Linked DNA regions of Zea mays: region 2 is linked to region 1. The links are chromatin contacts, called in public Hi-C maps. All regions are on one chromosome and are shown on one strand. Each heading gives the region's core, a stretch centred on a gene start, on an enhancer-like site or on the middle of the called end of the contact. The rest is flanking DNA. Distances are from core to core; before and after follow the strand shown.

Region 1 (7,041 bases), core at 1,782-4,281:
TGGAGCATGTCAAGCAGGAAAGCAAGTTGATGCAATTCATCATGTAGAGAATATCATGACAACATCAAGACCATTGGAGCTACTACGTATGGAACTATTTAGCCCCATTGCTTATATAATCATCAGTGGAAGTATGATCTTGTTATTGTTGATGACTATACACGCTTCACTTCATTATTCTTTTTGTAGGACAAAAGTGAAACCCAAGGCATGCTAAAGAGATTGTTGAGAAGATCTCAAAATGAGTTCGACTTAAGAATCAAGAGAACTAGAGATAGGGGAGAGGAAGAAACAAATCACAATCGATGATCAAACACAAAGAGCATGGACAATTTGTTTCCCGAGGTTCAGTTTCGAAGAACCTACTCCCCGTTGAGGAGTCCACTAAGGACGAGTCTCTTTCAACCTTTCCCCCCTCTCAAATGGTCACGTAGACCGGTTGAGTGTTCTTCTCAATCCCAAGGGACACTTAGTCCCCACAAAGATCACCATACACTTAGGTGTCTCTTGCTAGCTTTACAAATGTGAGAATTGGGGTGACAATGAGAAAGAAACACAAGAACAAGAACACAAGAACTTGCAACAACTCAAGAACACAATGCATTAAGTCTCTCTAACTCATATTGAGCAAATGCGGAGCTGATGTGGCTTTGAATGCTTGTAAGATGTTGCAATCAATGTATGGATGTTTGGTGTAGCTCTTGTGTCTTCATTGTTCTAGTTGGGGTGTATTTATAGCCCACAACTGCCCAAAGTCATTGGAGTGGTTGGGCAAAAACTACACTATTTGGTGGCACATTGGACCTCAAAGTACCGATCACGTGCACCACCAGACCCCTGTCAGACTGCTAAGTTTGTCTTTTCTTCTTCTGTTCCTTTTGCCTGTAGTTGAGGATGTTCCTATGACTCAGACAAACATATGTATAGACTATCCAACTAGTCTAAGCCATGGATCTTGAACATTTTAATTTTTACTAACTCATATTTGTGTTTTGGCTCAAACTAGCTCTAAAAGAGTGACTTGTTGAAATTGAACTATCCAACCACTTTAGATGTGTCAAATATGATTCTAGAGGTATTTAGAACTTATTCAAAGTATGAAACTATTGCTAGTTCATCTATTCCAACTTTTACCCCTTCTTGGTTGTGTTTGAGTTATTTTTGACTTAGAAACTCTAAAATTGATCTTATGAACCTGTGAATCAAAGACTTAGCAAACTAGTTAGTTCATATGATCGTGATGGTCATCAAGCACCAAAACTAATATCTAAAATGGTTTAAGGCCATTTTCCTTTCAATTACCCTTCAACTAACTAATTTCTCCCACTTGTTCTCGACAACATTAATAAAGGAGAGACAAAGTCAGTAAAAAGGAACGATTTAGTCTCTTTTAGGGGGCCTTTGAGAAATTAGAGACTAAAATAATTTAGTCTTTTTAGGGTGTGTTTGTTTCGCTCCTATATTATATAAGTTGGATTATGGTAAAAACGTAGGAGAGTAAAATATCACTTTAGTACCACAAATAAGCTGAAATGTTTTACCATCCTAACCTTCCACCATAATACAACATATATAATCTAGGAGAGAAACAAAAAGGACCTTAGGGCTAGTTTGGAAACTCAAACCCACTTCGTGATTGAAGGGGATTGGAGAGAAAATTAGTTTATTTCCACCTCAATCACCTCCAATTCCGAAGGGTTTTGAGGTTTTCAAAGTAGCCCTTAGGCTGTCTCCAACAAGGCACTGTAAAGCAACATGTCCGCTAAATATAGCGTTTCTTACGTCCTCTATACCCTCCAGCAATAAACGCTAAAGGCTCCGGTAAAATTTAGGGGTGCTTCTTCCTCCGCTAAAGATAGCGGATTCCTGTTCGTCCGCTAAAGCTATATACACGGTGGACCTCGGTCGTCGGCTGCGCGGGCACAGAGCGCAGAGGTGATAGAGGACGTCGGTTGCGCGGGCGCGGAGCGGGGGAGGAGCTCAGCCAGAGAGAAGAAGCACCAACGCAGGCCATTGCTACGACGACGTGGAAAAGCTCGCCGGCGTATAGGAGCTTGGCTGAGGAGAAGCTCGTCGCGGAGGACCTCGGCTGGGAGGAGCTGTGTTGGGATGCGGCGCCAGAGACGATGCTTCTCCATCTGCGAACGATTTTTGCGTTGCGTCTGCGAACGATTTTGCATCTGTTAACATATTTAATAATTTCAATATAAAAATATTTTGCATCTGCGAACGATTTTGCGTTGCGTCATTTTTGGCATGCTACAAATGATTTTTTGGCATGCTACAAATGATTTTTTATCTCTCTGGCGCTTTAACTCCTGGAGCCGTACGCTTCATTAGGAAAAACAATTAGTAATGTAGGTTAGAAAATGTAATTATCTAAACTAGTTCCTAAATCATTTTTGGCATGCTACAAATGATTTTTTTATTGCGTAGACGACTAACAAAAACTTATAATATAGACGTCTGGTAATTATTTGCCTCAATATAAACTAATATTGTTTCCCAATAAAATCAATATGTAATTTCGCTATGAACTGTTTTTTAAGATCGATAAAAAACAACGTGTATTGTGAAATCTGTTAATACTGTAGATATAGAGGACCGATTTTAGAGGATGTTGCTGAAGATGTTGAAAATATAGAGGATGAAATCTTTTAGAGTGAGCTGTAAAGGACAGAGAATATTCCTTTAAACGATGAAATTTAGGGAACGTCGTTGGAGACAGTCTTATTCTATATGTTTAATAATTTAGAGACTAAGGAGTGTTTGAATGCACTAGACCTAATAGTTAGTTGACTAAAAATTGCTAATTGAATTAGCTAACTAACTAGTAGCTAGTTTACTAAAAGTAACTAATAGCTGAACTGTTAGCTAGTCTATTTAGATGTCTTATTTAATTTTAGCAATTAACTATTGGTTCTAATGCGTCAACCAAATATGGGGCCTAAAAATTAGTCCTTACCAAACACTGCCTAACCGCCTAAGGATTCCGCCGCCGGCACCTTGCCAGCTGACGCCACCAATCAACGCTTCCCTTTATGGCCGGAGCAATAGTTGGCAGACTCGGCCGCCATCCCACCTCCTTGCTCCTCCTAACACTGCCCCGTCACGCCGCCGCACACCACCGGCTGCACTCTCCTTCCTCCTCCCAAGGTACCGTCCCCCACCTTCCCCTCTTTCTCAGACCCTGGCGCTTCCCATCCTTTTGCCCTGCCGCTGCTGTCCTGCACGGGCGTCCCCTGATTTACAACCCTTTGGCTGCAGTTGCAAGAGCCGGATTGCCAGGTGCTTGTTTCGTTTCGGGCTGTGTAGGTGCTCGGATGCTGATTTTTTTCTTCTTTCTTTTGTGATGAATTGTACTGGGCCGATGAAACCGTATCGGATTGGGTTCTCTGACGAGGAAATACATAACTAATAAATACACATACACTGAGCTGAGGTTGACCTTGCACATTCCTGTTGATAGAGTTTATATTGCTGTCAGCAGGTTCAGATTAGTTTGTGTTGTGCTAGTAACTAATGCAGAGCACAGCGAGTAGCAATTAAAACTGTGAGTTGCAGAGGAGAGTGGGTGTATTGGTTGCTCAATCAATCTATGTTGGAGCCAGTAAACATTCTTCTCTCCCTCCTGCACTGGCTCTAGATTTGTTCCTTCCATCTCTTTCTTAACTCTTGCCTGACATGATTTTACTTCATTCACGAGTTGAAACTTTAATCAGTATAAGGCAGAAGCCAAAATGATCATGCTAGCTAAGGAACAACTGCTCTAAATGAAATTACTGTTTACATGGCATTAGCATCAGTATGTTCAATCCAATATGATTGTTGCTTTCTGGAAATTCGGCTATGATATACATCACTCCGATTGTCTTTATAGAAGGATTGTTCTGTTTCTGTTAAATTGTTTGGAAGCAATTAGTTATTTTGGAAGTCTAATTGATGGATGGATATCTTTGACATATTGTTATTCTCGTGATAATTTTGAGTCTCTTGGAGACAAGTGGTATCTGTGATTCTAGACAATTCATTATATTTATTTTGACTACATAGCTCATCGCTACAGGTCAGTATTCAAAAATGGGTGATCCAAGTGAGAGGAATGGACACGGCGCTCTTACCCGGGTGCTATTCTGTGGTCCATATTGGCCTGCTTCTACTAACTACACCAGGGAGTATTTGCAGGACTATCCATTCATTCAGGTTGGTGGTGCCCTTTACATGGTGCTATGCAAGAGAAATGCTGCTGCATGTATCTGTTCATTGATATGAATATGAATGTACTGACTGTCTTTTATCTACAATCTTGTGTATACTGTAGCAATATGCTTAATGTTACCAAATTTTGAAGTTTGAATTTCTATTTATATACAGCTAATGTTGTGGGCAAAAATTGCTGTTCAATCATGTTTACCATGCAATCACTATCAAAGGTCATGAAAAATTTATAGATGTACTTTATTATTTACTCTATCAATGTATCAAATTTCAAGTTCTAATCCATCCTATATTAAGAGAGATAAAAACATAAACTTTTGTCCAATATGAATTATTAAAAAATGATAGAAGTTTTTTATATCTTTTAACATAGGATGAATTAGAACATAAAATTTGATATATTGATAGAGTAAATAATGAAGTACTGGGATGGGGGTTTCATACCTTTTTTGTACTATCTTCTCTTCTCTAGATGAAATGACGCACAATTCTCTAGTGCATTCGTGAAAAAAGAACAACGAAGTACATCTATAATTTTTTATGACATTTGCATGGTTATTAAAGCGGTAAAACGTTATGAACTAACTTTTTAACTTTTAAACGTTTAAACGAATGTTGAAACGTCTTTCCAGACTTGACATAGAAATTCAAATATAGAATAAGTTCACACATAAGTTGAGTTCACACATAAGCCTTCGTGACTGATCTTTGAGCTGGTCTTGCGGAGAGGCCGCAGAGGTGAGGCACAGCGCAGAGGCCGACGGTCTACGGCACAGTGGGAAGTGGCTGGGACCCCTCACTCTTAGTCCCAGCCGCAGAGGTGATTCACTGTGAGGGGCAGCGAGGACAGCGGATGGATCTGGGTCGTTGAGGGCAGCGGCAACAAGTGGATGCGGGGGCGCACTGGAGCTTGGCCGGGCAAGTGGATGCAGCTGCAGCAAGTGGGCACGGGAGCACTGGAGCTTGGCCGGGCAAGTGGATGCAGCGCAACAGCGGCAGCAAGTGGGCACTGGAGCAGTGGAGCTTGGCCGGGCAAGTGGATGCAGCGGCAGCAAGTGGGCACTGGGTAGTGGCACGGCGGCGCACTAGCCTGTGGGTGGACTGGTGGAGGGAAGAGGGAGGAGGGGTCCGGCGGCGTACCTGGGGGCAGGAGGGCGGTCGCACTGTTGTAGGCGCGGCTGGGCGGCCGACCGGGAGATCTCCAGCGCTGGCTGAGGAGTGAGGAGGCGCGATCTGCAGTCGCAGGCGCGGCTGGGCGGCCTCCAGCGCTGGTTCGAAGCGAAAGCGAGTAGCCGAGTACCTAAAGCCTAGGAAGGCCCACTAGTAACTAGAACGTCCTCAGAACGTCTAAAACGACATAAAACGCATTTTGGACGTTTAAACGACGATTAAATGTCCAAAACAGACGTTCTACACTGATTTGTTAGAACGTTCGAACGTTTTAGTTTCTAATCGCGTTTTACCGCTTAAACGACGCTTAAACGTCGTTTAAGCGATGTTTTAATAACCATGGACATTTGGAAGCTTGATTGCACGGCAATTACACGCAAAGCGTGACTGCACAACATTTTTTCCCAATGCTATGGGAAGGTTACACTTTGGAATATATGATTCTTGTCCTGTGTTAGTTAGTAGTTAACATTGCTGCTTCGTTTACGTTCTTTTGTCCCTTGTAAGAATAATCTGCCCTCATGAGTAACCATGAGCTGGTTACATGTCTTTGAAAAGAACAGAAAACAGGACATGGTTTGCCCTCCACAGCAACAAACATGCTTTGCTTTCTCATGTCAATAAGGGAAGCAATCTTATCACACAATGCAATACAAATATCTGATGCTGATGTGTTTAAGATCAATGCTACGAAGAGATGAAGATATTGATGAAGATGTTAGCCATAGAATCAAAGCAGAGAATGAAGTGATGTCAAGCATGTGGTGTTCTATATGACAATAGAGTACCAAAAAAGCTAAAAGGCAAGTTTTATAGGATGGCGATTAGACCTGCTATGTTGTATGGTACAAAATGCTGGTCTACAAAAAGATGACAAGTTCAAAAAATAAGTGTTGTGAAATTATGTATATTGCGTTGAATTTGTGTCCATACAAAAAGGGATCGAGTCCGGAATGATGATATATGTGATAGCCTAGGGGTAGCACCAACTGAAGAAATGCTTCTCCTAAACATCGGTTGAGATGGTTTGGACATGTGTCCTACAGAGACGAGCTGCTGTGTCAATGCATAATGGGATCCTAATGCGTGATACCGATGGGAAGAGTGGAAGAGGAAGATCAAAATTGACATGAAAAGAGACCGTTAAAAGAGACTTGACAGGATGAGATATACCTAAAGATTTATCCTTGAACAGGAGTGTATGTAAAACAATTATCCATGTGCCCAAACCTTAACTTGTAGGTTCTATTGGGTTTTTAACTTTAGCCTACCTCAACTTGCTTGGGATAAAAGGCTTTGTTGTTGTTGTTGTTGATGATGTGTTTTTTAATAATGAATTTCCTTTATAAATGGAACATCATACAAATTTTTGAATTTTCATTACAAATATAAAAACATCAACTTAGGCTTAGGCTGGTCAGTGGTTTGTTGTTGGCATGTTTATTATGAATATAGTGTATACTCACCTTGTTTTTGTTTTCTCCTTCCCCCATTAGGATAACAACAACAACAACAACAACAAAGCCTTTTTGTCCCAAGCACGTTGGGGTAGGCTAGAGATGAAACCCCGTATGAAAACCTCAGAGCTCAACCCCCAAAGAACAGAAAAGGGAAACAAAGGCAAAGGAGAACCGAAAACAACGAAACGGGGAA
Region 2 (7,041 bases), core at 2,463-4,962, 180 kb after region 1:
AGGAAGAACCAGATGCCAAACGGATAGCAAAGAGGATTCTATAATACGTCGGGAATCAAGTTGCCACAAGCCACGACACCCTCCGCAGTCATAGTAACTAACCCCCAACAAAATTATAGCTGCAAAATCACAGAGACTACCCTGCCACGGTTAATAGCAAGCAGCTTTGCTGGGGTCTGATACACACAGCCTTCTTCTATGCTCGAGAGCAATACAACTTTTCTCCCACAGCACCTCTCGACGGAACATGACTATGCAGGTCAAGTATATATAGTCAGCGTCTGAGTCTGACATTCTTTAAATCTACGCTTATTGTTCACACAAAGGGGAGTAAATATTTCGACTCGGAAGAGAGGACCTTCTTGACGAACTGTTGTTCTTCAGATGATCCTGGTGGGCGTGGCTCTAAGAAGAGCAGCACCGCGACGTAAGGGCGCCAGAATTTGTGGCTGACACTTGGATGGACTGTCCCTCTCTGAGGTTACCGGACCCCAAACCAGACTCCTCCGAAGACAGGGGCTTCTTGCTGATTATCCGGTAGATCTCGGCTAGAACGGTGTGGAAGGCCTTCTCGACGTTTGTCGCATCGAGCGCAGAGGTCTCGATGAAGAACAAACCTTCGCTCTCTGCAAAGCTTGCAGCATCCTCAACGGCGACAGAGCGCAGGTGCCTAAGGTCAGTCTTGTTGCCAATGAGCATTACGACTATGTTCGAGTCAGCATGGTCCCGGAGCTCCTTCAACCACCTCTTCACATTCTCAAATGTCATTACTTTAGTGACATCGTAGACTAGCAACGCCCCGACAGCTCCTCGATAGTAAGCACTTGTAATTGCTCGGTACCTCTCCTGCCCAGCAGTGTCCCAGATTTGAGCTTTTATAATCTTGTTCTCCACCTGAGTCAGAGGAAATCAAATTTTGTAACTTGTTTCTTCAGTGGCAGCAGGAACAGAAGTATTGCTGTGCTAATAAGGAAAATTTATTCATAAGTAAATGCAATGTGCATCACATATAAGTGAAATAATGATCAATTTATCTGAATAATAAAATTAACTAGGAACTTTCTTCAGAGCATTTGTTTCAAATTCCGTTACGTACTCAGCATCCATGGTGACTGGACCAAATCTTTGCCCAGTCCAAATGGATGGGCCAGCAAATTAGATCAATCCTGATCCGTCCGTGTGGAATGGGCTAGGATTTGGTACAGCAAAACTGGCTGTAGTCTTATGTAACGACCCAGGTTTTCTTAATTTCTTCTCATCAATAGCTGGATATACTAATACCATACATAAGAAGTTTAGGCAGCAGTTGCATTCATGTTACATATTAAGATTCTGGTAGATCCCCATTCAATATCATATTTGGCCTCTGATTTAAGAAAATAATACGGTATAAAAAAATAAGTGCAAGCAGTTTTAAACAATGCATTCATTAATCTTAAGCAGATGCATGAGATTTACTAAAAATGCATGTTTATATTAACAGCAGAGCAGAGCAGTAAATCCTTTCATCATGGCAATTTGCCAAATGGTAGTAGAACCTTTGTGGCATTTCATAGTGGAAAAACATCCTATAGTACATTGATGCATAGTAAACTAGCTATTTGTCCATGTACCATTGATCTGATTACTAACTGAACCTATTCCAACAAACAACGAGAACTTTCTATTCCAGTATCACTACCAAACCTTCAAACACTAACTAATCCGAAAAGAATTTTTTTTATTCATTGCCTGTAACAATTCATGTCCCTCAATCAAGGTCTGGGATTGAGGAACCAGAACAAATGTATGTACATTTCACTAGGATGACCTAGCAAGATTAACACAAAGCAGGTCATTGCAGTATCCTAATCAGTGTGAAACAAAAAAAAATGAATTCAAAATTCAGTTCCGAAGGTGCACATAACAAACAGTTGGCAATATATAACTGTCATTTCGAATTTCTGATCCATCATTTCCCACCAAATTACACCTCTTGTATTGCTTGGAGTGGTGCTGGAGAGAGAAGTGGCGAGTGGGTAATCAGTTGCAAACTAATAGCGCGTTTGGTTCCCAACCCGAACTCGCCATGTGTGCTGTGGCAATGCCACACTTGTGGCACCAAAAAACGGCCGCCAAACCTGTGGCGAGTTTTTCTGCTGTAAAACAATGCAAAAAAAACTGTGCCGTGCCAAATTTTATTTGCAATCCAAACAGCTATTTCAGCACGTGTGGCAGCCTTGATGTGCCCTGGTGTGGCGGAGAACCAGACATGCCCTAAGTAAGAAGGTTAGGCATGATCTATGGTCCTGTTTGTTTACCCTCGAGATTATATAGCTTAAATAAGTTGAGGCAAACAAACAATACAGATTATTAGATGGATTATATAATCTAAATACCTAGATTATAATAATCCATAAGCAGCCCATTAGATGCTTATATATTCTATAAGCTGGATTATATAATCCTAGAAGGAAACAAACAGGGCCTAAGTCTGTGAATATAAACAGAGTAATTGAAACCAGAAGACGTAAATATCTGTTAGTAATCACTTCATTCAATTTATCATTCATGTCGAGCTCAACTGAGATTATTCCCTCTCAACTACCATGGCCTGAAAGAAATAACTACCACTCATGCACCCATAATTTGTGGCCACCAGCAGCACATCCACACGCGTACACTTGGCAACTTCCCATGAGCCAAAAGTTGAGAGTACCACCATCAGTTGTAGGCGAGGCGACCGTACCAATAGCGGACACTATACGATAGGGTTCTCCTAGTACTAGTACTTTTCTGAAGACAAGAAACCCAACCCACCACCATAATATCCTAAACAAATGAAATTCGAAATCCGAACAAGGCGTAATTCTATGGGGTCGCAAGCCAAGAATCGCTTAAACAGAGCACCCCCAAGCGAAGCGATGAATCACCCCAGCGAACATTACCAGTCGAACGCACTATTAATCTATTATACACTAGTACCCACAAGTAAAACGTTGAAGAACCACTAGAGACGGGGGAGCCAGACCTGGAGTGTGCGCGTGGCGAACTCAACGCCGATGGTGGACTTGGAGTCGAGGGCGAAGGTGTTCTTGGTGAAGCGGGAGAGCAGGTTGGACTTCCCCACGCCAGAGTCGCCGATGAGCACGACCTTGAAGAGATAGTCGTACTCGTCGCCGCCCTGCTCCCACGACGCCGGCCGGCGAGCCATGCCCCGCCGCCCCTTCCCTCAGCCCTTCCGCGCTCCTCGCCTTGCTCTCTGGTTCCCTCCGCCCGCCTCGGAGACCGGCCGGGCAGAGTCGCAGAGAACAAGGGCGGTTCTTTGTTCTTTGCTTGGGAAAGTGGAGGAGAATTTCAGCAAACCCGCAGTTTCTGAGGACACGAAAAGCGCGTCAATCTTTTTTTCCTCATTATTATCGAGAAGATGGCAATTAGGATCGTCACAATTTCAAATTGTTAATCTTCTGAAACAGAATCGGAGCAGCACTGAAGCGAAAAGCAGCAATCTTTTGAACTGTTTTTTTAGCTTTAAAAAGAGTCCAATACACCTTTTCCATCTTTGTGCCTTTGTGGATTTTTTTTCCTGGTTTTTGGTTTGGTCTCTAAAATAAGGGGTTTGGTTTAACTTCTCGAACTAGATTTATTGTAAAAATTAAAATATCAATCAGACGGATACAACAACAGAGTCATCTTAAACTTCTAATGCTCGTAATTTAATACAGTAAAACGTATAGTAAATTAGACAGGTTTCAACAAAAAAAAGGAAAAAAAAGCTAAAGAAGAAAGAAATCTAAATTCTTATTATAAAGCTTCCAAACAATTCTTTTTTTCTAAAGGACTTCTCAAGTTTAACTTAATATAGAACAATATCCTTGCTCTAGCCCGCAACCTTTATAGATGCAACAAATAAAGGGGTGTTTAGTTCCAGAGACTAATGACTATTATGAGTATTAAATATAGTTAAATTTAAGTTTAACTTAATATAGAACAATATCCTTGCTCTAGCCGGCAACCTTCATAGATGCAACAAATAAAGGAGTGTTTAGTTCTAGAGACTAATGACTATTATGAGTATTAAATATAGTTAAATTTAAAAACTAATTATATATAGGCGAAAAGACAAATTTAACAAGCCTAATTAATTTATAATTACTAAATATTTACTATAGCATCATATGGTCGAACCATGAATTAATTCGACTTAATAAGTTCATCTTATAATTTAGTCATTATCAATATAATTAGTTTTATATTTAGATTATATTTAGTACTCCTAACTAGCATTAACTAGCGTCAACGCAACTAAAACTTAGTCGGAGGAACCAAACAGCCCCTGGCAGCATTTTCACATTAACTTTTGCAGGGCACGTTGCTGGCCAAGTGGCCACAGCAAGAAAAGTGAAAGGACCGCACAAACCGCATGCATCGCTTGTACTTATCGTTTATACTCACTCTATTTTAAAATATAATTCGTTTTAGACTAATTATATATTCATTAAATAATATATAAATATAGTTTATATATATATATTTGTTATCATTTAAATAAATGTGGACAGAAAAAAAGTAGACTAGAAAGAACGGAGGTGCACAGATTCCAATTGTACAAAAGTTTTGTACTACTCGTTAAACAAAACAGAAAATCCACAAAATATTTCATATGATGAGAATTGAATAGTGCCTGCAATACCTCGTACCTTACAAAGCGAATGGCCAGTCTTGAATTCCAAACAGTGCCGAAAAGAGATTGCACTTATTTTATATTCAAAAAGTATTATCGACTGGATCCATGCAGATTGGTCTCACGTCGCTGGTTGGAATTGGCATTATTACATCACAAACACAGCAGGAATTGGTGCTCCGACATGATACAAGACATCAAACATAGTAGGAATTTGTGTGGCAACATGCCAATCAAGACTTCTAGTTGCAATATGGTGGCAAGAGAGTACCAACGTTCCAGCAGATAATTGGTTTGATGACGTGCCTAAAACGCAGGCCATCCACTCACTACGCATTACGCAGAGGAAGAAAAAAAAAAGAAGCTGGCAATGACAGAGACTCGGACCATAGCTTTAACCAGCATGACAAGAAATCCTACAAATCAAGGCGTTCCACTCTCTTTCAGCTGCGACTACGGAGACGGGAAGCTTCAAGAGAAAATGCTGTGCGGGGGCCATATCATAAAGGCATATACTGCATGTGGATCAGAACGAATGCTGACAAGCAGAAGATACCATGACTGCCACCTCAAGTCCCCAACCATTTCAAAACTGTCAAAGATTTAAGTTTCACTTCTCTTGAGCCTCATCATTCCTTGAACCTAAATGAGCATGTAGTGGCCCTATATCTGGGACTTCTTCAATACCTACAGCAGGCTGAGGGCAAAAAACTCGTGTAAGGATTCCACGGAATCTAAAAACAGGTAAACGGAGAGAGAATGCATGGATATACACATATACCTGTAGAAATTCTAAAAGGCGCCATAGTAGGTAATTGATGATCATAACTAGGCAAAACAGTTTTCCAGCCCAAGATCCACAAGTAAGATACCTACAAGTAAGATACAACATTAGAGGCACCAAAATAGCAAATGTATTTCAGTTTTGATGACAGTTAAAATGTGAAGATATGGATCACAAATGGACTAAGACCTAAAATTATTTGACACTGATAAAATAACATGTAAATATATTTAGCATGACAACAGGAGAGGATGATGGAATAAGCCAGTCAATGGTAGCCACAAAAACATATATATATTGTTTCATTGACAAAATCTATTTGAAGAAACAAGATGAGTTGTCAAAATCTTGTGTTTACTAACCGAGGAAGGCGATCTAGTAAATTTGTTGTTGGAGATTCCATTGCACGATCATAAACAATCTCAGTTCTTTTGGCAACATCGTCCCAACTATAAAGTTCTTTCATCTAAGATCCAAAACAGAAGAAGCTGAATCAATACCAAGGACCTTGCACACGAAACTCCAACTAAATAGAAGCTAATGCAAAATAAGCACAATAGAAATGGTACAATGCAGAGTTCAAATAAGTTGAGGAATGTTGAGAGTTCAGGCTCACCCGAAGATGCATAATCTGGGGGTCTATTCCAGGTAGCATGTCGATGGCTTTCTTGACAGCTCTTACCATATCTCCAGGAGCTGGTTCTGCAAGTACTATCATGTCATCTGGAAGAACCTGAAAAGAGAAATGATAAATTGCATGAAACTGAAAAATCAGCTAACCAAGGTAGGGATTTTCTGCAAAGGAGAAACTGAAGATCATAACCACATACCTCAGGGACACCACCGACTCTAGTGCTCACTGTCAACAGTCCACAGCTAGCTGCTTCTAGAATGGCTATGCAAAATGCCTCTGTGAGTGAACTAAAAATAACAAAGGTTACATTTCAGTGTTACTTACAGCATGTATACATAAAATGATCAAACCCTTTGCATGTCCCAGAGATTAAATTTCCTATCATCTAGTTTCTCTACAGCATTATGGTATATGATTGACAATAGGGGTAAGTAATGCAAGATGAGCAAAAAATTACAATCCTTCAGTTAACTCATGATCCATCTCAATATATTTAGAATTCAGAAAAAAAAAACTCCCCATTACTTCCATGAATAAACTTGTGTATTAAATCATATTCCTAGTTTGTGTTTTAGGACAACATATTCAAGAGCACTTCAATCAAGAACATAAAAGTTCTATTGCTAACGCAGAAAATGCATCCCAAATTTAAATGGATCAAGATTGATGTCCATCAAGAAGATGAACACACTAGAAAGTAGAAACAAGATTTTCAACATGAAATGACGAAAATGTAGGAAGAATTTACCTGTTCAAAAATATATGTCCAGATATCAGAACCGATCGCACCTGAGCATGAGGTACAGCTCCTAACATCTCAACTCTATCCTGAAGGGAGAACTTCTCCCTCATTTCTTCAAGGCGCACACGTTTTGGACCATCACCACCAACAATAAAGCGAACCTGGCAAGTCCATGGAGTCGTGAATCGGCAACACACAACCAACTAACTAAATCCAAA

What was found. Hi-C and Micro-C count contacts between places; a contact is called where the count stands out from the background.
Region 2: a Hi-C map of leaf shows a contact between it and region 1, with 3 times the contacts expected there. The contact joins the promoter of LOC100193335 here to the promoter of LOC100217241 in region 1. A contact is called at or near these places in 3 of 25 Hi-C or Micro-C datasets (ear, endosperm and leaf).

What each region holds. Positions count from the first base shown.
Region 1 is chr2:175,472,570-175,479,610 of Zm-B73-REFERENCE-NAM-5.0, forward strand. It overlaps LOC100217241, which reads left to right and starts at 3,032. Exons shown (of 10, transcript NM_001143596.1): 1 at 3,032-3,156; 2 at 4,067-4,203. The coding sequence starts at 3,042.
Region 2 is chr2:175,647,664-175,654,704 of Zm-B73-REFERENCE-NAM-5.0, forward strand. It overlaps LOC100193335 (Ras protein Rab11A), which reads right to left and starts at 3,713. Exons shown (of 2, transcript NM_001138471.2): 1 at 3,011-3,713; 2 at 1-894. The coding sequence starts at 3,193. The coding sequence ends at 406. LOC100383334 (UDP-Glycosyltransferase superfamily protein) reads right to left here. Exons shown (of 10, transcript NM_001175992.1): 5 at 6,830-6,984; 6 at 6,278-6,368; 7 at 6,064-6,180; 8 at 5,810-5,913; 9 at 5,445-5,535; 10 at 4,709-5,360. The coding sequence ends at 5,274.